2 separate regions of the Danio rerio genome follow, and region 2 is linked to region 1. The links are chromatin contacts, called in public Hi-C maps. All regions are on one chromosome and are shown on one strand. Each heading gives the region's core, a stretch centred on a gene start, on an enhancer-like site or on the middle of the called end of the contact. The rest is flanking DNA. Distances are from core to core; before and after follow the strand shown.

Region 1 (4,927 bases), core at 779-3,278:
AAGATGCCAGAGTTAAACCTCTACTCTTTTAATGACCACAGAGAGTCAGGACCTTGGTTTAACGTCTCATCCAAAAGACAGAGCTCACTGAGCAGTATAGAGTCCCCTTCAATATACATAGGAACCACATAGACTGCAAGTTGAGCACCCCCTGCTGGTCTCACTAACACCACATCCGGCAGCAAGCTAGCTTTCCCATGTGGTCTCCCATCCAGGTACTGACCGGGTGCAGCCTTGCTTAGCTTCAGTGGGTGACCATGAGAGAGTTGCAGAGAGCTAGCTGTTGGTGTGTAATCTTAAAATGTTTGCACGTCTATTTAAGTGCGAATAGAGCGACCCCAATATACTACAAACAATAAGTTACATTAAGTGCTATTTGAATAAATCCAGGGTCACCACTGCAAGCCTAACGTCAAATTCCTAGACTTTTCCCTGGTTTTCTCTGAGAAAGACCTACATACCATTTTTCTCCTAATAGCAGTGTGGTCATTGTAACTTAAATGTGTCAAGACGTCCAGTGTCATTCACTTCTATTTATTTTTAGCAAAGCAAAACAACTTATGCTGCTTGATGTTGGCAAAAAAAGCATACTGTTTTAATGTATTTGATTTGAGCTTTGCAATGTTGTTATGGATCAGGTTGTGTATTCTGTGAGGTAGTACTGTATAGGCTTGTACAGTGTGTCACATCTGTTATGTGGTTGTGTATATTGTGTAAAAACGAAAAACCAATCAAGTATTTGAATATATTTCTGAAGTGAGCGTACCTTATATCCTAGAGCTTTGAGTTCACTCGGAGAGCAGGGATACAAATCCATGAACTTGTATCTGTCCACCAGCAGAGCCGTCTCCTTTCCCTCATACTCGTCTTTAAAGGCCATGAAACGTCTTCGCTCCACCTTCAGGATACTGGCCAAGTCCCCGATGTTGCTCTCAAAGGCCAAGAAGCGTGCCCAGATTTCCCTGTTTCACAAAAAAATAAAATAAAATCACACAATGCCAACGTTGGAGAGTAAATGGGATGGATATTGTCATTTTTGGATGAACCATTCCTTTAATCATATTTGTTCAGTTCTACACCACCTCAAAACAGATCAAACTGGTATTTAATTGAAGCTCAACGGGATACATCAAGTAGCTTATGTTAGAGTTTTCAATCTGACTGAACCATCAATTTGATTATTACTATATTTTTTACACTGCCTGCCTGTTAAGCTCTGTTGATTATAAAATATTGGCTCTTACCTATAAGGCTTTAAATAGTTTAGCTCCTGTTGATCTAATCAACCTTCTGTCTCACTACAAACCAACCCGCTCTTTAAGATCTCAAAACTCAAGGGCTTCTGTTACCTAGTACTCAGAATAGCAAAGTCCACTAAAGGAGGTCGAGCAGTTTTAAATATGGCCAACATATACACTTAACACACAAATAGACTTCATTGAACATCTGAACTAAGACATCACCTATATACTATGGAACTGCAGGTTACTTAGGGTTATATATTATAACTTTACTGATATATTTATAGGCTTATTAAAGTAATTAATTACTAATAACCTTAACTTGTAATGCAATAATGTGCAGCTTCTGTAAAGATGCTTTGAAACAATAATTATTGTAAAAAGGGCTATACAAATAAGCTTGAATTACTAAAATACTGAGATAAGCTAATGTAAAACTTTAAAAGTTAGGGTTATTTCAACCTTAGGTGAATGTAAGCATTACCATTTAAAGTGGAAAACCAGTTAGGAGCGAATGAAATCCCACTAACCCAGATTTCTCAGGGGAGAGACTGCCGGACGTCAGGACTCTCTCAAACAGGACTCTGGTGTTGTTGTCCTCTGTGATACAGGGAAAGCAAACAGCTCGATTATTCACTTTTATTTTTGAAAACTCACACCTGGCCAGGCATCAACTCTCTTCCTTTTTTTAGTAACAGCCTAGCGACAGGATAAACATGGCCGATGTTTACTGCATGGCAAACACAGTCTCCTAGCTATCTGCCTTATAAAAGAGATGGATGGTTTGTTTGGTCTGATAAGTGCTTCTGTGTCAGATGTCATACTCTAGCTGTTTATTTACACACACACATACACACACACAGATCTCACGGTCATACACATTCTCCCAATGCTAACTGTTTTCTCCAGTGTTTCACCTTACTCTAAGTGGATTGTATAAAATGTGACAAAAGAGGAAGACTTAAAAATAAAGCAAAGGAGACTCAAAGGAGATTGTGAATTAATTAAAGGAATCGTGTTCTTACCATTTAGATGAGAGAGGTAATCAATGTACGCCAGAATGTACTCAGGAATGTCACCATATTTCTTCAGTCCCAGCTCAAATATCTTAAAGGCCACAGATTTGTCCTGTAGGGAAAGAAACAGTCAGATGGTCTGTTTATTGTTTTTGGATATTATATTTAAACATGTAACCAATATTCATTAAAGGTCCATGAAACCCCCTTGTTTCAGAAGGGTGTTTTCACACCTCTACTTTGAAAAAAGTCAGAAAAGTGGGCGTGTCCAGCTCTGTTCAGGGGGGAGTGTCGGAGGAACTAAAGTTGGATGGTGTGGGAGTGTCTATTTGGGCACACGCGAGTTTTAGAGTCAAAATACACAAACACACGGGAGAAGGTGATGGTGTTTACATGGACATTTGTAGTCGAATTATTTGCCAAATTATTAAATGGTGGACTTTAACTGCAGTTTGGCTCTTTCATTTAGGGAATTCATTCATGCCCCTCGCGACAAACGAGATATTTGATTCGAGGAACTGCTCTAAGCGTGTATTTTTCACGCAATGTTTGATACCGCACGGCGAATGAGAGAAAAAAACCTCTGCATTTCCCGGAAACTTAGATGCACACGGCAGGTAGCGTCAGAAAGCCGCGTGTGTTATTCCGGTCACAAAAAAAAGTTTTGGTTTTAGTATAACATGTTTACACTTGGTGAAATAGTTAAGTTCGATACGAACAAACTGAATAAACAAAGAGCACTGGTGGCTCACTTTCCAAATCTGTAGAGACAGGACAATCACCAGCAACTAGAGCCGCGTCTTTATTAAGAGAAGACTACAAGCAAATCCGGATCTCAGCTTTTGCAGATGAGAACAGCTCTCAGGTAAACAATGTTCCTCCTTAGACATGTAAGTTATTGTTGTCGAGCGTCGCGTACACTGTCAATCCATGTGACTCTAGCTGAGCTCCCAAAGAGAGAAAATGAAAACGAAACTTAACGGCAGCAAACTATAAAAGCAACACTTCACGCTTGTTTTGCCAACACAACGTGGCGTCTCTGTCGTCTCTGTCAGTGTAAACACTGTGACAGTAATGAATATTAATGAAGTTGCACAATAGAGCGCGCTGATTGGTTTGAACCAAGCCTTACTCATGCATTAATGCATCACACTGTAAGACGTAATAAGACACACTCTGGCACAAACGTCCAGTCTGCACGCTGGAATACACGCTATTATGTCATGACCGTGACGCAGCTTCAAAAATGTGTTTTAAAACGGAAGTACGAATTTGTTTGAAATAACGCAAAAACAACTAATTTACACTTTTTAGTGAAATATAGGTGTCCTAATAGTGTTTTTAGCAGTGTGGGACACATATACGCATGTCAACAGCTCAAAAAATGTGTTTTGGTGTTTCGTGACCCTTTAAGAAATACAGGGCTCCCTCTCTACAACGCGGTTCGCTTTTCGCAGGCTTGCAGTTTCGCTAATTTTTTTGTGCAATTTGACATGCATGATTTTTTTTTACAGCGCATTGTGTTCTGCCTCCTGGTTGGCTGTAGACCATTGTCAATCAACCTCTTTCATGTCTCATGTGCAGTATAGAATTTGTTCAGATGCGCAGTGTGAGTTTTGATAGGCATAAGGGACTTCTTTCAAAAAACCACAAGCTTTTGAACAGAACCATTCAATGTGATGTCCTAATTGGCCCATAAACATTTCCTGTTTGTTATCAAACTATTTCATAACTGTAACAAGAGGCAATTCAATCATAATGTAATGTTAAACAGCTATATTTATCAATATGTGGCTCTTTTTTTGATTCTCGAACGCTATGGAAATTAAAAACGCTAATACGTCGGGACCATTGTTTTTTTTTTTTTTTACATCCCTCACAATGATATGTAGTGTGAATAAATTAAGTGAGTGAAGTCACCTTGCTGCAGTAGTACTCCATCAGAGCAGCAGTGACGTACACGTGGTGTCGTGTTCGAGGATCCTCTCTGGCCTTCTTAAAGATGGAACGACCAGACTTAATGCCTTCAGCTCTTCTGGCGAATTTCATATACTGAATATAGACCTGTATAAGCAGAATATAATTATTATATTTCCAGAACCCTGAAATGAGTCTAAAAAGAGAGCTCTGCTTACCAGTGTAGGATCGATATCTTCTATCGCCAGTAGGCGGTTGTATATACTATGAACCTTCTCATGCTTCATACGACTCTGCAAAATACAGATCAAAACAATCAGAAATCCTCATTATGTCAAAACTATGAGTAGATTAACATATGACTGCCTACTTTTACATGTTAAAGAATATTGGTGCTGAATAAAAACAAATGCAAATTTACTGATAAAAGTCGACAAAAGACAATCTGTGCATAAGTAAAGATAAGACAATAGACATTTGGCCGAACTCCACAACAAGGTTTTGTTAGTTTGTATTAATATGATGCATTTACTAACATGAATTAAGCATAAACGATAATTGTACAGCATTTATTAATCAAAGTTCAACATTTACTAATGCATTATTCAAATCCAAATTCACGCTTGTTTAAAGCAATGTGATTCAACATGAATAATCCAAAAACAGCTGTATTTTCATTAACTAATGTTAACAAACACAAACAAATACTGTATTAAATGTATTGTTCATTGCTTGTTTGTGTAAGTCATAGGC
Region 2 (4,927 bases), core at 1,796-4,295, 120 kb after region 1:
ATTATTGTTTTTAATGACATACACAAATGAACTGTTCACCACAAAACTAGCAATGTGAGCTAACAAAATCACACGGTTAGTTTTGATTTACTTAGTACTTTGTACTTTAAATGTATAATTGGGACAATTTTAGTAAACATTGTGATTCTCTCTGTCAGATTGGAGAACGTGGTGCCAACCTGAGCGGAGGTCAGCGGCAGCGGATAAGCCTGGCTCGAGCTTTATACAGCAACAGAGGCATTTACATTTTGGATGACCCTTTAAGTGCTCTGGATGCACATGTGGGAAATCACATTTTCAACAACGCCATTAAGAAGCAGCTGCGTGGAAAGACCGTCATCTTCGTCACTCATCAGCTACAGGTACATTAGAGAGATTTTTTTTTTTGAGCCATGTGAATGAACCGTTGTTACATTACCGGGTTTCTCAGCAGCAGATGTCATCATAGTGTGGTAAACTCAGAGAGCAGTGAATGGAAGAGTACAACAAATACATTTTTACATTTCAATTTGCTCATATACAGTGGGGGAAAAAAGTATTGAACACGTCAATATTTTTCTCAGAAAACACGTTTCTAAAGGTGCTGTTGAATTAAATGTTTTACCGAATGTTTGTAACGACCAAAGAAATCCATACATGGAAATAAAACAAATCTATTTAGTGTACAAATAAAGTTATGTGCAATAAAATGAAATGACACAGGGAAAAAGTGTTGAACACATGAAGAAAGGGAGGTGTAGAAAGGCAAGGAAAGCCCAGACAGCAGCTGAAATCTCTCAGTAGTTCTTCAGCAACCGTCTGCCCTTCCTCGGTGTAAATGAATATGAGCTGCTTCAGTCCAACATCTACATTAACAAGAGGATGAAGATGAAACCAGGGTGGACATTTCAGCAAGACAATGATGCAAACACAGCCGAGGAAACGCTCAGATGCTTACAGAGAAAGAAAATCAAGCTGTAGAATGGCCCAGCCAATCACCTGACTTGAATCCAATAGAGAATTCAAAATAAAGATCAGATTTGATAAACGACACCCACAGAACATCAAGATTTTTAAACTAGCAATGCATGTGACTTCATTCTCCATATTAGAGTTTTCTTTAAAAAAAAGCCTTTGATATATATAAATATGTGAAGGTTTGTGATTACTGTGTTTATGACAATTTGCTAATTTTAGCCTCTTCTATTGTCAGTATCTGGTGGACTGTGATGACGTGATCGTCATGCGTGACGGTAGCATCACAGAGCAGGGCAGTCATGAGGACCTGATGAATGTGAATGGAGATTACGCCGCCATGTTCAACAACCTTCAGCTCGGAGAAACGCCCATCATCGAGGTCATTATCGCCTTAGTCAGACAAATAATCTTTTATTTACCTGCATGTCATGACAAACCACAAGCACTATTGGAACTGCTGTAGTTTGATGGTATACAGAGGGGGAAATAAGTATTTAACACTATTTTTTCTCAGAAAACTTGTTTCTAAAAGTGCTGTTGATTTGAAATTTTCACCTGATGTTGGTAACATCCAAATTAATTCATATATGCAAATAAAACAAACTAATTAGTTTACAAATTAAGTTATGTGTAATAAAATGCAGTGACACAGAGAAAAAGTATTGAACACATGAAGAAAGGGAGGTGTAGAAAGGCAGAGAAAGCCCAGACAGCAGCTGAAATCTCTCAGTAGTTCTTCAGCAACCCTCTGCCCCTCCTCAGTGTAAGTTAGTATTCACTGCTTCAGTCCAACATCTACATTAGCAGGAGTATAAAGGTAAAACCAGGGTGGACAATTCAGCAAGACAATGATCCAAAACACAGCCGAGGAAACTCTCAGATGCTTACAGAGAAAGAAAATCAAGCTGTGGAATGGCCCAGCCAATCACCTGACTCGAATCCACTAGAGAATACAAAATAAACCTCAGATTTGATAAACGAGACCCACAGATCTATCAAGATTTTTTACTCTGATGAAGTCTGTGAGAAACTCACGCCAGAGCATTGCATGTGATTTCATTCTCCATATGAGAGGCGTCTTTAAGCTGCCATCACCAAAAAGGCTTTTACATTAGGTTTTAGTCTGCAGGAATCAGAAATTGCTGAGACTTTTATTTCAGTATGTTGATGTACTTCCACCTAAAACTGAATATTGTGTAGGGGAGTGGGGCTCTTTTGCACATCATTCCCTCATAGCAAACTAACGGTAAAAGGGGTGTGGTTATGAATACGAGCATTTAAGTTAAGGGCATTTGTTTGATCAGGAGATTTGACCTCAAAACAACATGTGTTGATCCATTTTGGCAGAAGTGATAAACGGCAAGCTATGAATGTTTATATTTCCTAAATGCACACACTCGCTTACAGATTAACATGTTGATACTAACACATGAAAAACTTTCATTTTGATCTCACTGAGGCTTTAAAATTGCACTGAATTCCATAATATGAACAAAACAATAATCAAAATAGAGATTTTGTGACTCACAACAGATTTGAAATGAGAGAGATTTCATTTGAGCTTGAAGTGAAGTTGTCGTTTGGCTTTTAAAACAGATAGGAAGATGTTGAAACAGTTCAGAGACAGTTCACCCGAAATCATTGTCGTCATTTCCCGTCGTGTCTTTCCAAACCACTTGTGACTTTATTTCTGCTCTTTAACCCAAAAGGAGAAGTTATGAATGCTTATTCTGCTTTTTTAGTCAGCTTTGGCAGATACACACAGATGAACCTGAAAGTTGTGATTCAGCAGGGTTTTTTTTGTCATCTCAGGTTCCGAATAAGAAGTCTGGGAGCTCCCTGAAAAAACCCTTGGAGAAGAGCAAGGCAGGATCTGTCAAAAAAGAAAAATCAACCACCCAGGGCGATGGTAAATTTAATCGTTTTTACACTTAACCGCATCGATTAAAGCTCCTATTATGGGTTTTTAAAAATGACCTTCCATGCAGTGTGTAATACAGCTGTAAGTGAAGTGAATTATCCAGCTAAGGCAAGAAAGTGTGCCGTGTTTAAAACTATTGATTCATCTATAAAAGAGTCAACTCAGTGGTTCAAATGAATCGTCTGGGCAACGAATCTTTAGCTATATCAACACGGAAATGAAGCCCTGCCCATTTGCTGCAAGCACAGACGCGGGAAAATTGAAACCACAGGCCCCGCCCACAAACACAGTAGCAAATCCCGGTTGAATCATGTGGTGAAGACGCTGTGCTCTGAAGTTTGAGAGAAAGTTAGTGTTATTCTCTCTACCCAAAGATGAGGCTGTGAAGAGTCAGTGGATGAAGTTTATTTTTGCAAAAATACCTCAGCATTACAGCCCCGGCCTTGTGCTGTGTTCCTGTCATTTTTCTGACGAGTGCTTCAGCAATCTACACGCTTACAACAGAGTATTTGTCGACCGTTTGTTAAAGAAGGATCAGAAAAGACTATTAATGTATGGGAGCTTGACAGGTACTTTACAGTGCACAGTTCATGGATCAGTTCCTTCCTCCATTTCACAAGTGTAAGTAACTTGATAAATTTAGACCAATCAGCACAGATTAGCATCACGCTTTGGAGGGTTTTGGGAACAAATCGCTGAACAAATATATGGTTGGGATAATTAGGTAAAAATAAATGCATATTATAAGACAATGAAAGTGTTTTTTGACTTTGCATGCATATCAGCCTGTTGTTGGAGACCCCCAAAACCAAAATATGACCTTTTATAACGCATAATAAGGGCTCTTTAAAAGCACAGGCTTTCTCATTCAAATTAGAAAGATTATTTTTCAAGTTATGAGCATCACAAGTCTTTGTACTAGCTTAAAATATAGTTTTGGTCATCATTTAATCCCCTCACACAAGCCCTCTTCAGTAGTTTGTTGTTCTGTGTTCAGTTCCATCTCAGTTCATTTCTGACTGTTAAACAGCAGTGTGGTTCAGTGCTGACACCTTGTGGACAACATAAGTAGTGCAAAAACATTTTAAAAGCACATGTGGCTTATGTGTGTGTGTGTATGGTTAAAGGGATAGATCTTCCAAAAACGAACATTCTGTCATCATTTACTTTCCCTTGTGTGAAACCTTTACTGATTTCATCCATCTGTTGAAGACAAAAGAAGATATTGTGAAAATGTTGTAAACCTGTAACCATTGACTTCCATAATATCTGTTTTCCTACTATTGAAGTCAGTGGTTACAGGTTTTAATCTCGTTTTTCAAAGTTTTATTATCTTTTTCATCTTCTTTAATGTTTAAATAAATAAATAAAAAACTCATAAACCACCTTAGGGTGAGTAAATAGTGAGTACATTTCATTTTGGGGTGAATTTGGGTACACAGATATTCTGGGGAGCACAAGCACTTGAGCTTATATTGGAGGTATAATTACTCTTCTTCATTTCTGTGCTGTTTTTAGGTCAGCTGATGCAGGTGGAGGAGAGAGGGAAAGGCTCGGTGCCCTGGGCTGTGTATAAAGTATACATCCAGGCTTTAGGAGGCTGGCCCGTCTTCCTCTTCATCCTGGCTCTCTTCATCCTCAATGTGGGAAGCACAGCCTTCAGCAACTGGTGGCTCAGCTACTGGATCAAGCAGGGCAGCGGGGTAAGAAAACACAGAAAGGCTTGATTTCCATGAGACCTGAGATGTGTTTAAATATTTCATGTACTTGTGAGCTTGCTTTGTGCCGCTTTTCTTTCTTTTTGAAGTTGTTACTGTTAGTTTGGCTTCACAAAACAAATGTTACATTTTAATAATGACTCTCATACATTCGTTTAATAACTGGAATCATGAATGTGAAATACAGACACAAAAGTTAATTGAAGTATCATTATGTTTATTATTTATAAGTATCATTCTTTTGTGCCTTTCTTTTAAATGCAGAGTGTTGTGAAATGAATGTGAAATGGCCATTGGTGATGTTTGTGAATGGTTTGTTGCTCAACAGAAC

Evidence for each region. Hi-C and Micro-C count contacts between places; a contact is called where the count stands out from the background.
Region 2: a Hi-C map of an unstated tissue shows a contact between it and region 1, with 2.9 times the contacts expected there. The contact joins two enhancer-like sites. A contact is called at or near these places in 4 of 18 Hi-C or Micro-C datasets (caudal fin, embryo, hematopoietic stem cells and 1 more).

Annotation. Positions count from the first base shown.
Region 1 is chr18:48,708,878-48,713,804 of GRCz12tu, forward strand. It overlaps cstf3 (cleavage stimulation factor, 3' pre-RNA, subunit 3), which reads right to left. Exons shown (of 21, transcript NM_213053.2): 13 at 4,393-4,467; 14 at 4,178-4,321; 15 at 2,267-2,369; 16 at 1,772-1,841; 17 at 767-962. Among named protein-coding and RNA genes, the nearest start is that of cstf3, 18 kb to the right of the region's middle. Within about 2 kb of position 2,029, at least 3 of the 62 cell types and tissues checked have an H3K27ac peak or open chromatin away from gene starts, as enhancers often do.
Region 2 is chr18:48,831,631-48,836,557 of GRCz12tu, forward strand. abcc5 (ATP-binding cassette, sub-family C (CFTR/MRP), member 5) reads left to right here. Exons shown (of 28, transcript NM_001195613.1): 14 at 159-362; 15 at 1,193-1,336; 16 at 2,770-2,866; 17 at 4,397-4,581; 18 at 4,925-4,927. Among named protein-coding and RNA genes, the nearest start is that of rnpepl1, 28 kb to the right of the region's middle. Within about 2 kb of position 3,046, at least 4 of the 62 cell types and tissues checked have an H3K27ac peak or open chromatin away from gene starts, as enhancers often do.